Regions from separate parts of the Mus musculus genome. Here region 2 is linked to region 1. The links are chromatin contacts, called in public HiChIP or PLAC-seq maps. All regions are on one chromosome and are shown on one strand. Each heading gives the region's core, a stretch centred on a gene start, on an enhancer-like site or on the middle of the called end of the contact. The rest is flanking DNA. Distances are from core to core; before and after follow the strand shown. Region 1 overlaps Tshr (thyroid stimulating hormone receptor). Region 2 overlaps Ston2 (stonin 2).

Region 1 (6,910 bases), core at 326-2,825:
TCTTTAATAAAAGGATTTTTAAAAAAATGCTATGTGTAGGAGTGTTTACCTGCATGTGTGTCTGCGTACTCTGTGCATGTCTGATGACCTCAGAGGTGAGAAGAAGGTATCGGTTCCAGATGGCTGTAAACCACGTGTGGGTTCCAGAAACTGCACCTAGGCCCTCAGCAAGAGCAGCGAATGCCCCTAAACACTAAGCGATCTTTTCAGTCCCAAGCTAACTTTTAAAATTAGGAGCTAAAGAGGTAAAAAGGAGTTGGGAGAAGGGGAAGTTACTATTCGTGCTTACCTCACAGGACCTTTGGAAGTGGGGACAGTAACGGTTAAATGACATGTACAGTTCAAAATACCTACAAGATGGGGTTATTTTTCTTAACCGGTGAGAACCGGCTTTTGAGTCAGAAAGTTCTCTCTAGCTTGTGTCCTTGATTGAATTCTTCACCAAGCCCTCTATTTCTTCCTCTGTAGGTGGGAACAATGAAACCTACCAGTAAGGGCTGATGTGAGGATTAACTACACCACACACATAAACACACATACACATACATACACACACAGACACACATACATACACACATGTACATAATACACATACATACATATACTCACACATACATACACGGACACAGACACATACACACACAGACACAAAAGACACCCACACAGAAGCATGCACACATAAAAACACACATGCATACACACACACACAAATGCACAGAGAGAGTAAGAAAGCAAGAGCAAGCCAGGGAGCAAGTGAGCAAGAAAGACAGGGGAAGGGGAAGGAGAGGGGGAGGGGGAGGGGATGGGGGGAGAGAGATTAGTGACTGAGGCAGGAGCCAGGATTACTATCACTACTGCATCTTTACAGTGGAAGAAACAAACTGGGTAATTTAATAATTCGACACTCCACAAACCAGTGTTGTCTTAAACAGTTTTGGAGAGAGCTTATTTTCTTTTTCTCCCCATCTCATTAACCATCCATGGATCCATAGAATCAATTTATTTAGGGTTTCGAAAAACAAGAGCCACTGAGCTGTTAAGAGAAATTTGTACGAAAGAGACTTTCCGTTCTCAAAAGATCTTAGGCGAGAGACTAGTTTCCTACTGGTGTGCAGACAGAACCCAGGCTTTCCCCAGTAAGTCTCTTGTGGGGCTCTTTCTGGATGAGCACCCGGACAACAAACAGTGAGAGCGGAGGAGAGGAGCCGTCATCGGTGGACCGAAGCCAGCAAAGCTCATGAAGGCCTTGAGCCTGTGTCTACTGTGTATTCTTAATGTATAAAAACCACAAGGTGGGGCAGGCAAGCAAGCATGGTTAGGTCAGCAGACTGTCCATTGTTTCTGCTCTTTCTCTGGGTCATTCAGCTCCAGTTATCTGAAATCACGCTTGGCGAATAGGCAGCACAAAGAGTGCCTTAAGCAAAGCACTAAATAAGTCAATAAACCACCATCTAAAAGATCGGTCTTTTCTACCTCCAACTTGAACAGCACTTCTTCCTGCAGAGAGCAGACCTGAATTCACAGAGACTTCCTGGTGCACCCAGGAAGACACTGGGGGAGCTGAGGCGTCTTCTGGGGCTCCCTCTGCTGGTTAGTTGAAGGCTTCATTTGGCAGAGCAAAGCTCTGCGGGATGCTCTCCAAATTAACAAGATATGGTCAGAGAGAGGTAGAAAATTAACAGTGATAAATCCTGGGAGTCTAGGTCATCATGTAGCCCAATAATTCATTTAAAAGTGATTCAAATCTCAGAGGAAAGAGGTGGCTTATTGGTAAAGCAAAGGCTATCAGAATGCTCAAATAAGGCTTCTGGGTTTGTTGTTGGGGCCTTGGGATTTAATTGACATTTCACAGACAGGAACAAGAATTGTTGATTCAATTTCTGCTGATGTCTTTATTTAATTCGATCCTTTTAACAGAACACTATAACTTCTTGCATAGAATGTAGGTTATTTATAAGGGCACAAAAAGTATTTTTTTTTTAACTGATGGATATTAAAGGAGAATAGACTAGAATAGAATTCTCTATTTTTTAAATAAAGAATTTAGATCAAATCAAGCAGAACCAACAAGGAACTGAGTTTTGGGATCGTTTCCTTTTAAGACTTGCACAAAGCACATAGACATTCCAGGAAATCATGTTACTTTCTCTGCAGAACATCCTACACAGGGAAATGGAAATGGATAATGTCTGATTTATATATAGACTGCTTAGCCCGAGCGAGAAGGGTCCCAGTTATCTGGCTGTGTGGTATGGATGCGATGACATCCTTTGGAGAGCAGAGAGAAGGCAGAGCAGCAGCTCCCAGAGTGAATGAGGCTGCACCTTCAGGTTGGAAATGTTTGCGAGGTGGGTGAACTGGTTCTCACCCCAGTGTCTGTGGCGAGTTGTGAATAGTGCAGCCTAATTGCAATTTATGTAGGGATAGCCTTAGCCCCTGTAACAGTTACTTTTCTGTTACTGTGATAAGACAGCATAATCAAGGCAACCTGTAGAAGGTAAGGTTTATCTGGGGGTATGGTTCCAGAGGAGTAAGAAGAGTCTGTCGCCATTACCGTGGGGGAGGTTCAGCTGCAGGCAAGCCTGGCAGCTGGGGCATTCCAATGAGAGCTCCCATCATAAGGAGCAAGCAGGGGAAAGAACCGAAAATGGCTCATGGCTTGGAAGCCTCACACCATGTTCCCACTGATAGACGTCTTCCAGGAAAGCCATACTTTCTACCCCTCCTCAAACAGTTCCACCACCGAGGGGCCAAGTATTCAAATATCAGAGCCTGTGACGGACATTCTCATTCCAACCACCACACCCACTAAATAGCCATTCCTTGCCTACTGGGCAGACCCTAGCATCCTGTAACCAGTAGATACAAACCTTTTGGGATACATTAACAAAACCATAGGTTCTGCCAACCAAGAAACTACGAGTCATCAGCCAACACGGAAAGCTCATAGGATTTTTCCACTTTGCTGTAGCCACTTCGGTTTCCACAAAGGTTATCTGAAAAGCGCCTTGTTTCATGACCTTTCCCTCCTCTCCGTTATTATAAAAACACTCCATGAACGTGCTTTGACACCAGAACATGAATTTGGCTCTTAGGCTATTGTGCTATTTTGTTATGGTCCCACATTTATTTCCCCCCAAGTCCCAGGATTCCACATGTTGACATATTGTGCCCTTACGGACTTGTGGACTGGGTCACAAGTTAGAGCTGTGGGCTGTAACCATGCTGTCGCTGTGGGATGTAGCCTTGCGGTCTTCTTGGTGTCAGTTCACTTAGAGCAGGTCCCATACCATGTGCCATCTGCTACCTGTCTACAGGCACTCCTGTCAGTTTGCAGACTGTCAAACGAACCTTTGTGAGCTCATTTGTCATCATTGGCTAACACGCCCTCTGGCAGTCACATTATCCTTTAGTTGCCCTTGCTCTGCTCTAAACTTGGCTTTTTAATGCCCCCCTCACGCTAAAGTTTATCCTTAATCCCTAGACTTTTCTTTTCCCCTCTCCTCGCTAGGATCTGCAATAAAATCCGGGAAGAGTGGCAGTGTTAACGATAAAATGAAGCATAATCTCTTCATCTGTCACTATTAATTATCTTCAAGTTTTGTTCTCCACCGACAAAATTTGTTTCTTTTCTTCCTCTTTCTAAATGGACCCAGACCTGGTTATTGAACGTCTGGACTGTGATTTTTTTTTTTTTTAAGAAAAATATTCAGGGTGTCTTGAAGTGTTACACGAGTTCTCAAGTCTGCTCTCTGAGTAGGGAAAGCTTCTTGCCTGGGGAAGGGGAATGCTCCCCCTCTCTTGAGTGTGCACTGGTGAGTAACTTTCACTAAGAGTGTGAGTTGCATAAGAGGGTAGAGAGTTACAGGCTAAAAAGATGGATTAGGAGGTGGCAGAGAGATGCAGGGGTTACAGTAAGCAGTGTGTGCTATATGCATTATGGAATTGTCAAAAAAAAAAAAGGTCAGTAAAACTATTTTTAAACTACTGGAAAGATAAAAGGATGGACTTGTTTGTATTTTATTGAGAAGTGAGAATCTATCTATCTATCTATCTATCTATCTATATATCTATCTAACTATCTCTCTATCTATTTCTTTGTAGAATAGTGTTTCTCAGCCTGTGTGTAGTGACCCTTTTGGGATTCAAATGACCCCTTCACAAGGGTAGCCTAAGACCATCAGAAAACACTTTATGATCTGTAACAGTTGCAAAGTTATAGTTATGAAGTAGCAAGGAAAATAATTTTATGGTTGGTGGTCACCACAACACGAGAAACTGTATTAAACGGTCTCAGAATTAGGAAGGTTGAGACCCATTAGTTGGACTCAAGATATAATATGAATTTGAAGCACCAGAACTTGGTGAGTTTTGAAAACCATATATGGACTTGCAAATTATTCAAGAGAGAAAAATCTAGAAACTATTCGGTCTGCATTTTAATATCATTCATAAATTTCACTATTTACTTGTGTAGTACCTTTAAACAATATCCCCCTCTAATTTGTGTTTTAGAAAGATTTATTTGCCTTTATTTTTTGTGTATGGGTGTTTTGCCTGCATGTATGTCTGTGAACCGTGTGTGTTTGGTGCCCATAGGGTTGAGAAGAGGGCATTGGATCCTCTGAAAGTAGAGCTAAAGACAATTATAGGTACGAGAAAAAGAATCCGGGTCTTCTTCAAGAGCCCCAAGCACTTTTTAATTGCTGAGACATCTCTAGTCCCCTCAGTCTTGTCCCTTAAAACAGATGCCACTCAACTTATGTTGCCAAAATCAACTCTGCCACACTTTGACAAGGATCAATCTTGGGTAACAAATGTAGAAACAGGCTTAACTTTAGGAGGCTTTATCAGACATGTTCTATCTGCAGCCTCCTCCTCTTCAGAGTCTAATAAAAGTGATCCCACAGAGCATGGACACTGTCCTTCTAAGGAGCCAGTGAAGAGCCAGAGGATGGAACCCAGGTAACCAGGGATGTAGCTTTGATCACTAGGAGACAGTGATAAAATATAAGGATAGTAAATTCCTTCCTTGGGGGCTAGCCAGGGCATGGGTTTCCATGCGGTCAATGGACAGAGGTGTGGTATTTCACATGAGTGCAGGAGACAAGAGATGTTGGATTCCTTGGAACTGGAGTAACAGGCAGTTGTTATCTGCTCAGCAGAGGTCTGGGAATTGAATTTTTGTCCTCTGTCAAAGTAGTATGCACAGTTAACTCTGGGCTGATTCTCCAGCCCCCAGATTTTTGACATATCTCAGATATACAAGATGAGAATGTTCTGGCATCCTTTCAAATAAATTCTCCCGAAAAATCTTAATAGAAAGACAAAATTAAAAAAGCTTTAGAACAGATAACTTCTGAAATAATTTCTAGTCCTTATAATAATTGCCGCGTGGGTAAATGAGTGAGAAGAGCAGTATTTTCACAGTCTGGTTGCTGGGAATGGATCTCAGGCCCTCTGGAAGAGCGGTTGGTGCTCTTAGTCGCTGAGCCATCTCTCCAGGACAAGAGCAGTATTTCCAAATAACAGGAATAACCCAGAACACAGACAGACAGACAAAAAGACAGACAGACAGACAAAAAGACAGAGACAGAGAGACAGGGATACACACACACACACACACACACACACACACACACACACCCCTCCCAAATAAATCAGAATAACCCACCACCACCAAAAAACCCAACTATCTACATAATCACAGGTTTTGCTAGAATTATGGGATCTTCTGAAGTCATTCTAAACACAGACGATAAATGACTAGAAGATGAAGAAACAGTTTCAGTGAGAGGCGAGTGAGGGTGGAAGGGAGAACCTGTGGGGTTCCAGTAAGGTCTAGTAACAATGCTTCCCCAGTAATAATCCAAACGCTAGTCCGTCACTTCCCAGCAGGGGGCAACAGAGAGCTCCCAGAGCTCAGAGACCTGTTGGAGGACTCACAAGCGAACTGTCTTGTCAAATTAAAAGTGTGGGTTGCAATTATACTTTACTTTTGTATTTCGAAAAGGTGTGGGATACCACATAAGGCTTGAAGCAGTGTTAAAACGTAACTAATAGAAGAAAACAGAGCCATTTTTCAAGTGCCTGTATAGAAGAACAAGCAGTATTCAAGGCTTATCAGGAAAAACAAAAACAAAAACAAAACAAACAAACAAACAAAAAAACAACCCAACAACAACAGGACAACCAGCAATCATAAACACAGACAGCAAGCAAGAGCCAAAGTGCTACAGCAAATTGCTTTCTGTGCAACCAGTGTTGTCTTGGAAATGGCACTTGGGAAGGTTAGGATTGCTCTGCTTGATTTAAAGGAAACTTACAGATGAGGACATTGTGAACTGCAAACTGCTTGACTGAAGAAGAGACTGAGTGTCATTATTAGAAGGACTAAGAGCGTGCCACTGCTTGGAGGATAGAGGACACTTGGGAAAACACACAAGAAGAAAGAACTCAATAACAAGGAAAAGCTGGTACTTTGGGGCCCAGGAGAGCCATAAAGGGACTTTCATGAAGGCACTAAAGTTATTGCTTACCTTCTGGAGCGATGTGTTAAAAAAGTATAGATGGCAACACTTAACAGTTTTTGACTTTAAGAGAGTGTGAAACCAACAGCATCCAGCAAAAATTGTACTTTGAGGTCTACGGTTTTTTTCCCCTTCTTCCTGTATGTGTGTGTATGTGTGTTTGAGTATGTGTATGTCGTGTGTGTACCCATCCCCAGAGGCCAGAAGAGGGTGTCAGGTTCTCTGGCGCTAGAGTTCTAGGTGGTAGGGAGCTTGTAACAACTAACAACTTTGTGGGGGGTACTGGTTCTTTTCTTCTACCTTTATGCAGGTTCTGAGAGAGTCATATCAGCTATGGGGATTGGACTTGGGTCCTCTGGAAGAGCAGCCATCTCTCCATT
Region 2 (6,863 bases), core at 3,161-5,660, 220 kb before region 1:
CAGTTTATACTCTGAGGGTTAAGAAAGGTCCCATGAATAAAGTTCCCATGAGTTCAAGCTGTGTATAACCATAAGAACAAGATGCATGCGGCAGAAATATGTTTTTCCATAGATGCAGATGACTAACAACAGCTGAAATAAACTCCCTCCTATCCGCTGCACCTGGGAGGAACACAAATACACACCCCCAAGAACAATTCCATATTTTGGAAAAACTGAAGTCATAAGACTCTTATCTTGTTTTCTTGGAGTTTTCTCACCAAGCACTCAGAATTTCCCTTCCACGACTCCCATTTTTCACCACATCCTGACAGTCACCAAAGTGTTCATGTATATAAATTTATTACATGCACACTAAGGGCGCTCACATTTTGCCATCCATACTTATTGATCACATCCAGGCCATAATTATTTTAAGGATAAGTACTTATCATATTATGACTGGGGATCTAGGGATTTTTTTTAAAGTAATATAGTTATTCTTTGGGGTTTGTTTGTTTGTTTGTTTTTGGTTTGGTTTGGTTTTTTTCGAGACAAGATTTCTCTGTGTAACGTTGGCTGTCCTGAAAGTCACTTTGTAGACCAAGTGCCCTCAAACTCAGAAATCCACTCAAACTCAGAAAGTGCTATGCCACTGCCCAGCATAAAGAATTAAAGAGTCCATTTGTGCCGGGCAGTGGTGACACTTGACTTTAATCCCAATACTTGGAAGGCAGAGGCAGGTGTATTTCTGAGTTCGAGGCCAGCCTGGTCTACAGAGTGAGTTCCAGGACAGCCAGGGCTACACAGAGAAACCCTGTCTCAAAAAACAAAAAAAAAAAAAACAAAACAACAACAACAGCAAAAAAGATTCCGTTTGTAGTTTGTATCATTTCACATAGGAGAGTCATTTCAATGTTTCTAAATTAAGGACACACACCTTAGAGCCTCATGGAGAAACCGTCTGTTTCATATATTAGTGCATCTGTTTTGACAAAGCCGTGTGTTCTCACTGCCTTTAACGTGGTCTCCCCTCCAGCATGCCACAATCATGAGACTTGTGGGCAAAAGAAGAACTTTATGCACTTGACACATGTAATACCCTGCTTGGGAGTTCACTGGGTTCTAGATAAAATTCTAGAAACCTTTGCCTCCCCAGTTTCAATTTCCCATTAACTCTGAGGTCCTCCAGGGCGGCTCCTCATGTCTTTTCCTTTTCCTTTCAGACAACTCGTCCTCCCTCCAGGAAGATGAAGAAGTAGAAATGGAAGCCATCAGTTGGTGGGCAGGCAGTCCAGCCATGAATGGGCATCCTGCCGCTCCACCGGTGACCACAGCTCGTTTCCCCAGCTGGGTCACTTTTGAAGACAATGAAGTCGGCTGCCCTTCGCCGCCAGTCCCCTCTCCAAAGAAGCCAAACACCCCATCTGCCGCAACTGCCGCCCCAGATGTACCTTTCAACTCAACTGGGTCATTTAAGAGGGACCGTCCCAAGAGCACACTGATGAACTTACCCAAAGTTCAAAAGTTGGACATTTCCTCCTTAAACCGGCCACCTTCTGTAATCGAGGCCCCACCCTGGAGGGCCACCAATCCTTTCCTGAATGAGACTCTGCAGGACGTACAGCCCTCGCCTATCAACCCGTTCAGTGCTTTCTTTGAAGAGCAGGAAAGGCGCTCCCAAAACAGTTCCGTTTCCAGTACCACCGGCAAAAGCCAAAGAGATTCTCTGATTGTCGTCTACCAGGATGCCATCAGCTTTGATGATTCAGGCAAAAGCCAGCCCCACCCCGACGCCATCGAAAAGCTCAAGCAACTCCAAATTGATGATCCTGATCCCGTCGGCAATACAGCCCTGCCCGATGACGACCCCACGGCCTCGGTTGAACTGGACGCCCCCTCACCTGCCTCAGCGCTCTCTCAGCCCAGGGACGGGTGGCCAATGATGCTGCGAATCCCCGAGAAGAAAAACATCATGTCCTCTAGGCACTGGGGACCAATCTACATCAAACTGACAGCCAGCGGTTACCTGCAGCTGTATTACGAGCAAGGCTTAGAAAAGCCATTCCGGGAATTCAAGCTGGAGATCTGCCACGAGGTGTCGGAGCCCCGGCTCCAAAACTATGACGAGAACGGGAGGATCCACAGCTTGAGGATAGACCGGGTCACTTACAAGGAGAAGAAGAAATACCAGCCCAAACCTGCTGTGGCCCACGCAGCGGAACGGGAACAGGTAATTAAACTGGGCACCACCAACTACGACGACTTCCGGAGCTTCATCCATGCGGTTCAGGACCGTCTCATGGATTTACCAGTGCTGTCCATGGACCTGAGCACAGTCGGCTTAAACTACCTCGAAGAGGAGATCACGGTGGACGTCCGAGACGAGTTCTCTGGCACAGTGGGCAAGGGAGACAACCAGATCTTACAGCATCATGTCTTGACACGGATCCACATACTGAGTTTCCTCTCTGGGCTCGCCGAGTGCCGCTTGGGCCTCAATGACATCCTCATCAAAGGGAACGAAATCGTTTCCCGGCAGGACATCATGCCCACCACCACCACCAAGTGGATCAAGCTCCACGAGTGCCGTTTCCACGGGTGCGTGGACGAGGACGTGTTTAACAGTTCCCGGGTTATTCTGTTCAACCCTTTGGACGCATGCCGGTTTGAGCTCATGAGGTTTAGGACCGTATTTGCCGAGAAGACCTTGCCCTTCACACTCAGGACCGCAGCGAGCATTAACGGGGCGGAAGTAGAGGTGCAGAGCTGGCTGAGGATGTCCCCCGGCTTCTCCTCTAACCGCGACCCTCTCACTCAGGTTCCCTGTGAGAACGTAATGGTCCGCTACCCAGTGCCCAGCGAGTGGGTGAAAAACTTCCGCAGGGACAGCGTTCTAGGGGAAAAGTCTTTGAAAGCCAAAGTGAACCGGGGGGCAAGTTTTGGTTCTGCCGGTGCCTCTGGCTCCGAGCCCGTCATGAGAGTAACTCTGGGAACGGCCAAGTATGAGCACGCCTTCAACTCCATTGTGTGGAGGATAAACCGGCTGCCAGACAAGAACTCAGGTAGGTAGGGATTCTCATCTCTGGATACAACCACTGAGACTGCTTAGGAGGTGGAGTCAACCTCCTATAGACTAATAGGCCTGTGTGTAGCATTTAGTTAGAATGTATGGTGGTGGTAATAGGGAGGGGAGAAAAGGAGACTAGAAAGGTCCATGTATAGTTATAACCATGACCTAGTATATGTCTTCTGTTTCCAGCCTTACCATTCTCATCTCCCATAAAATATATTTATTATACTACTCAGCAGGGCAGCTAAATAACTGTCCAGGGTAGCCTCTGAACTGCGGGCACGTGTTCCGTGTTCTTGTGTGGTGTGTGTGTGCAAATGCACGTGTGCATATGTGTGGAGGCTGGAGACTGTCATCAGATGCCATTCCTAGGGTGCTAGCCACCCTGTTTGTGAAAAAGATTCTCTCACTGGCCTGGACTCAGTTTACCAGTTTGGCTCAATTGGCCGCCCAGTAAGCCAAGTGATCCACCTGTCTTTGTTCCTCCTCCTGATGGTTTGTGTGTTTTGTTGTTTTAGTTATTTTACTATTTTATGTATGGGCTTTGGGGCTGCATGCATGTCTGTGCACCCGTGCATGCGCATGCATTGCCTGCAGCAGCCAGAAGAAGGTGTCAGATCCCAAGGAACTGAAATTACAGAGGCGTGTGGCTCACCGTGCAAGTGGTAGCAATAAAACCCTGGTTCTCTGCAAGAGCAGCCAGGGCACTCAGCCTCTGAGCCGCGTCTCCAGCCCAGCCCCAGCTCTGGGATTATCTGCAGGCAACACCACCCCTGGCTCTTTCACCTGACATCACCTTCAGGTTCTTGTGAAAGCATTTTTACTTGTTCAAGCTCTGTTGAAGTTTTGTTCTTCTGGAACTCTAAATTAAAATATTAGCTGAGGTACTAGAGGCAATTCCTTCCGAGATCGCAGAGCGTGTGCGTTCTGAAGAGGAACCTTCCCAACGACCCCCAGTCATATGCTCAGGGTACGTGAGAACTGAGCCTTCCGCAACCAGCTACTGTCGGTCATAATATCTCAGACCCAGAGTTTGGTTTTGGGACTCATGATGGAAAAGAGATTAAATAGCCAGGGTATCAAGATCCAAAGGGCTGGCGTTCCAGCAGACAGAAAGTAAAGCAAGGAGTAAGAAAGTAAACCAACTTCCCAGCCTAGCTGTCCTGCTCCCAGCCAGAGGCTGGGCTACTGTGTCTGAGGGAGTTACTAGCAAGACTTCTTGACTGACAAAACAAGGCAGCAGTAACAGCTTTATTTTTGGAGTATGTCAAAGTGACCTCAGTGGCCCGCAACAAGCCCTTAAACCACTCCTCTTGTCTGCAATAAGCCATGCCCATCTGTTAAGGAAAGTGGATTAGCTAGTCAGAGGAGAAGGAGGAGGGAAAAAAAAAATACTGGCTTGAAACTGCCCATGCCTTCTCACACTACCTCTGCTAAACTATTGCTGTGTGTTCAGGGTGTTGTGCTACAAGTGTGGATTGGTTGTATTATCATATCTTAAATGGAATTTGATGAGATAGCAAGAGTCTATTCAACTCCCAAGGCTGCCCAGAAAGTAGGCAACCTCCACCCACTCACCACCCACCCGGCAACCCGGCCTTCTGTGTCAGACACTGGGTGTGGCAGTACAAACTGAAGAGACAGTCAGACCTCTGTGCTGAAGGCTGGGGCGGCCACCCTGGGTTTTCAAACAGTATTCTGCCCTGTACTCGCTTCCTCCTTTCTCCCCTGCTCAGCACTGGGCTCTCCTGGTGCTTAGGTACTTGCTGGCTCGGCCACTGGGGCCCATCTCACTTGACATTGGAAATGAGAAGCCCTGAATTCTCCTGTGGCACAAAAGCCCTGGGGAAGAGACCAAGGTGAGAGGACCGGGCTCTCAAGCTGGGACCTCAGATGAGAGGCTGAGATCTGACGGATGACACTACTCACCTGAAGTCACAAAAGCACATACAAGGGTCTCTCTCTCTCTTTTTTTTTAAGATTTATTTTATTTATATGAGTATACTGTAGCTGTTTCCAGACAGACCAGAAGAGGGCATTAGATCCCTTTACACATGAACTACCATGTGGGTGCTGGGATTTGAACTCAGGACCTTTGGAAAAACAGTCAGTGCTCTCAACCACTGAGCCATCTCTCCAGTCTCCCAAGGGTTTTTGGTTTTTTGGTTTTTGGTTTTTTCAAAACAGGGTTTCTCTGTGTATCCCTGGCTGTCCTGGAACTCACTCTGTAGACCAAGCTGGCCTCGAACTTAGAAATCCACCTGCCTCTGCTTCCCAAGTGCTGGGATTAAAGGCGTGTGCCACCACTGCCCAGCCAAGGGTCTCTTCTTTTTTATTTATTTATTTTTTTATTTGGTATTTTCTTCATTTATATTTCCAATACCACAGGTCCTCTTTATAGATGAAGCCAAATAAATACACACCTCAAATAATCTGCACCCTGGAAACAAAGATTTGTAGCTTCCCAATGTGTGCAAATAATGTCAAAGTGACTTAAAATACTCAAAAGCACCATGTGGAGAATTTTAGTTTTATGCAACAAAGGCTGACCTTAAATGCAGTTGGAGTAGAGGTCTTCAGGATGAGTAGGTCATTGAACTAAGGAAAGGTTAAAGTCAGACATCAGAAAAGATAGCTCCGAAACAGCGCTAGTCACAGAAACTACCAGTCATCTCCTCGGTACAGCCATGGAGACAATTTTTTTGTCATCATTTTTGGTCCTTGGGCCACTTGGCTCAAGTTGACAAGTGACCTGAGCAATCAAGATGGCAGACAGTGCCAGAGAGGATTATTGTCCTAAAGGAGAGAGAAGAAAGGATTGCTAACCAAAAGAAACGGACTATGAATAGAGGGTAGGGAGACAGCAAACAGATATTCAGCAAATGCTTCTGTAGTGCTTCCCGACAGAGAGTGCTCCATAGACTGAGGCCAAGGGAGTGGCTGATTGGGAGTCACACCCACTATTACTTTACTACCATCGTTATGCAGGGGTCGAGACAGGGCTTCTCTGTGCAGCCCTGGTACTCTGTAGAGCAGGCTGGCTTCGAACTCAAATCCCCCTGTCTCTGCCTCTCAAGTGCTGGCATTAAAGACATGCCAGCTGTTAATTTCTCGCTGGGACTAACAGAGTGTGACACTACTGCCTAGTGACGTCAGCCTGAATGTTAATGCTGAATTTCATCAAGAAAGACCTGTTAACATATAGATATGCTTATCTTTATAACCATGAATTGAACCATTCGAGTTTTAAAATGGTTTTGCCCTAACTGTCCACCACACTTACACATTCGATAGCCAAAGCTAGGAATCCAAGAGAAGATTCGACTTTCAGAGTTCCTATGAGTATTCTCTGAGACAATCAGAGAAGGAAGTCACCTTTTAAAAAGAGAAACCACTGGGTGGTGGTGGCACACACCTTTAATCTCAGCACTCGGGAGGCAGAGGCAGATGGATTTCTGAGTTCAAGGCCAGCCTGGTTTACAAAGTGAGTTCCAGGATAGCCAGGGCTACACAGAGAAACCCTATCTTGAAAAACCAAAAAAAAAAAAAAAAAAGAGAGAGAGACAGAGAGAAACCATTTCTCAATATTCCAGAAATGTCCATGAATGCTAATTAGAAAGAAACAAATATTCAGGTCCCTATCTGAGTTAAGAGGCCTTCCACACCGTAGTGAACAGCTTCCGAGGCAGCGCACCGAGTATGCAGGACCTGGTTTGACGTTGGTGAGATCTGAATTGTATTCTTGGTGCTGCTGCTTAATGGTGGTGTGCCCTCATGCAATTGACCTAGCCTTGTCAGAGAGATCTAATTT

What was found. HiChIP or PLAC-seq counts read pairs in DNA pulled down with a chosen protein or histone mark.
Region 2: an H3K27ac HiChIP or PLAC-seq map of extraembryonic endoderm stem cells shows a contact between it and region 1, with 4 times the contacts expected there. The contact joins two enhancer-like sites. A contact is called at or near these places in 2 of 15 datasets of contacts at CTCF or cohesin (the NIH/3T3 cell line and pro-B cells), 7 of 484 Hi-C or Micro-C datasets (the Ba/F3 cell line, the STO cell line, embryonic stem cells and 3 more), 3 of 115 datasets of contacts at active chromatin or transcription factors (embryonic hindbrain, extraembryonic endoderm stem cells and stem cell-derived neural progenitor cells) and 1 of 9 other capture datasets (embryonic stem cells).

Annotation. Positions count from the first base shown.
Region 1 is chr12:91,417,981-91,424,890 of GRCm38.p6, reverse strand. All of the region lies in intron 1 of Tshr (thyroid stimulating hormone receptor), which reads right to left. Among named protein-coding and RNA genes, the nearest start is that of Tshr, 20 kb to the right of the region's middle. Within about 2 kb of position 1,575, at least 18 of the 459 cell types and tissues checked have an H3K27ac peak or open chromatin away from gene starts, as enhancers often do. A contact at or near this core is called in extraembryonic endoderm stem cells, where this site is marked.
Region 2 is chr12:91,643,413-91,650,275 of GRCm38.p6, reverse strand. Ston2 (stonin 2) reads left to right here. Exons shown (of 7, transcript NM_175367.6): 5 at 1,206-3,044. Among named protein-coding and RNA genes, the nearest start is that of Gm16876, 35 kb to the left of the region's middle. Within about 2 kb of position 4,410, at least 32 of the 459 cell types and tissues checked have an H3K27ac peak or open chromatin away from gene starts, as enhancers often do. A contact at or near this core is called in extraembryonic endoderm stem cells, where this site is marked.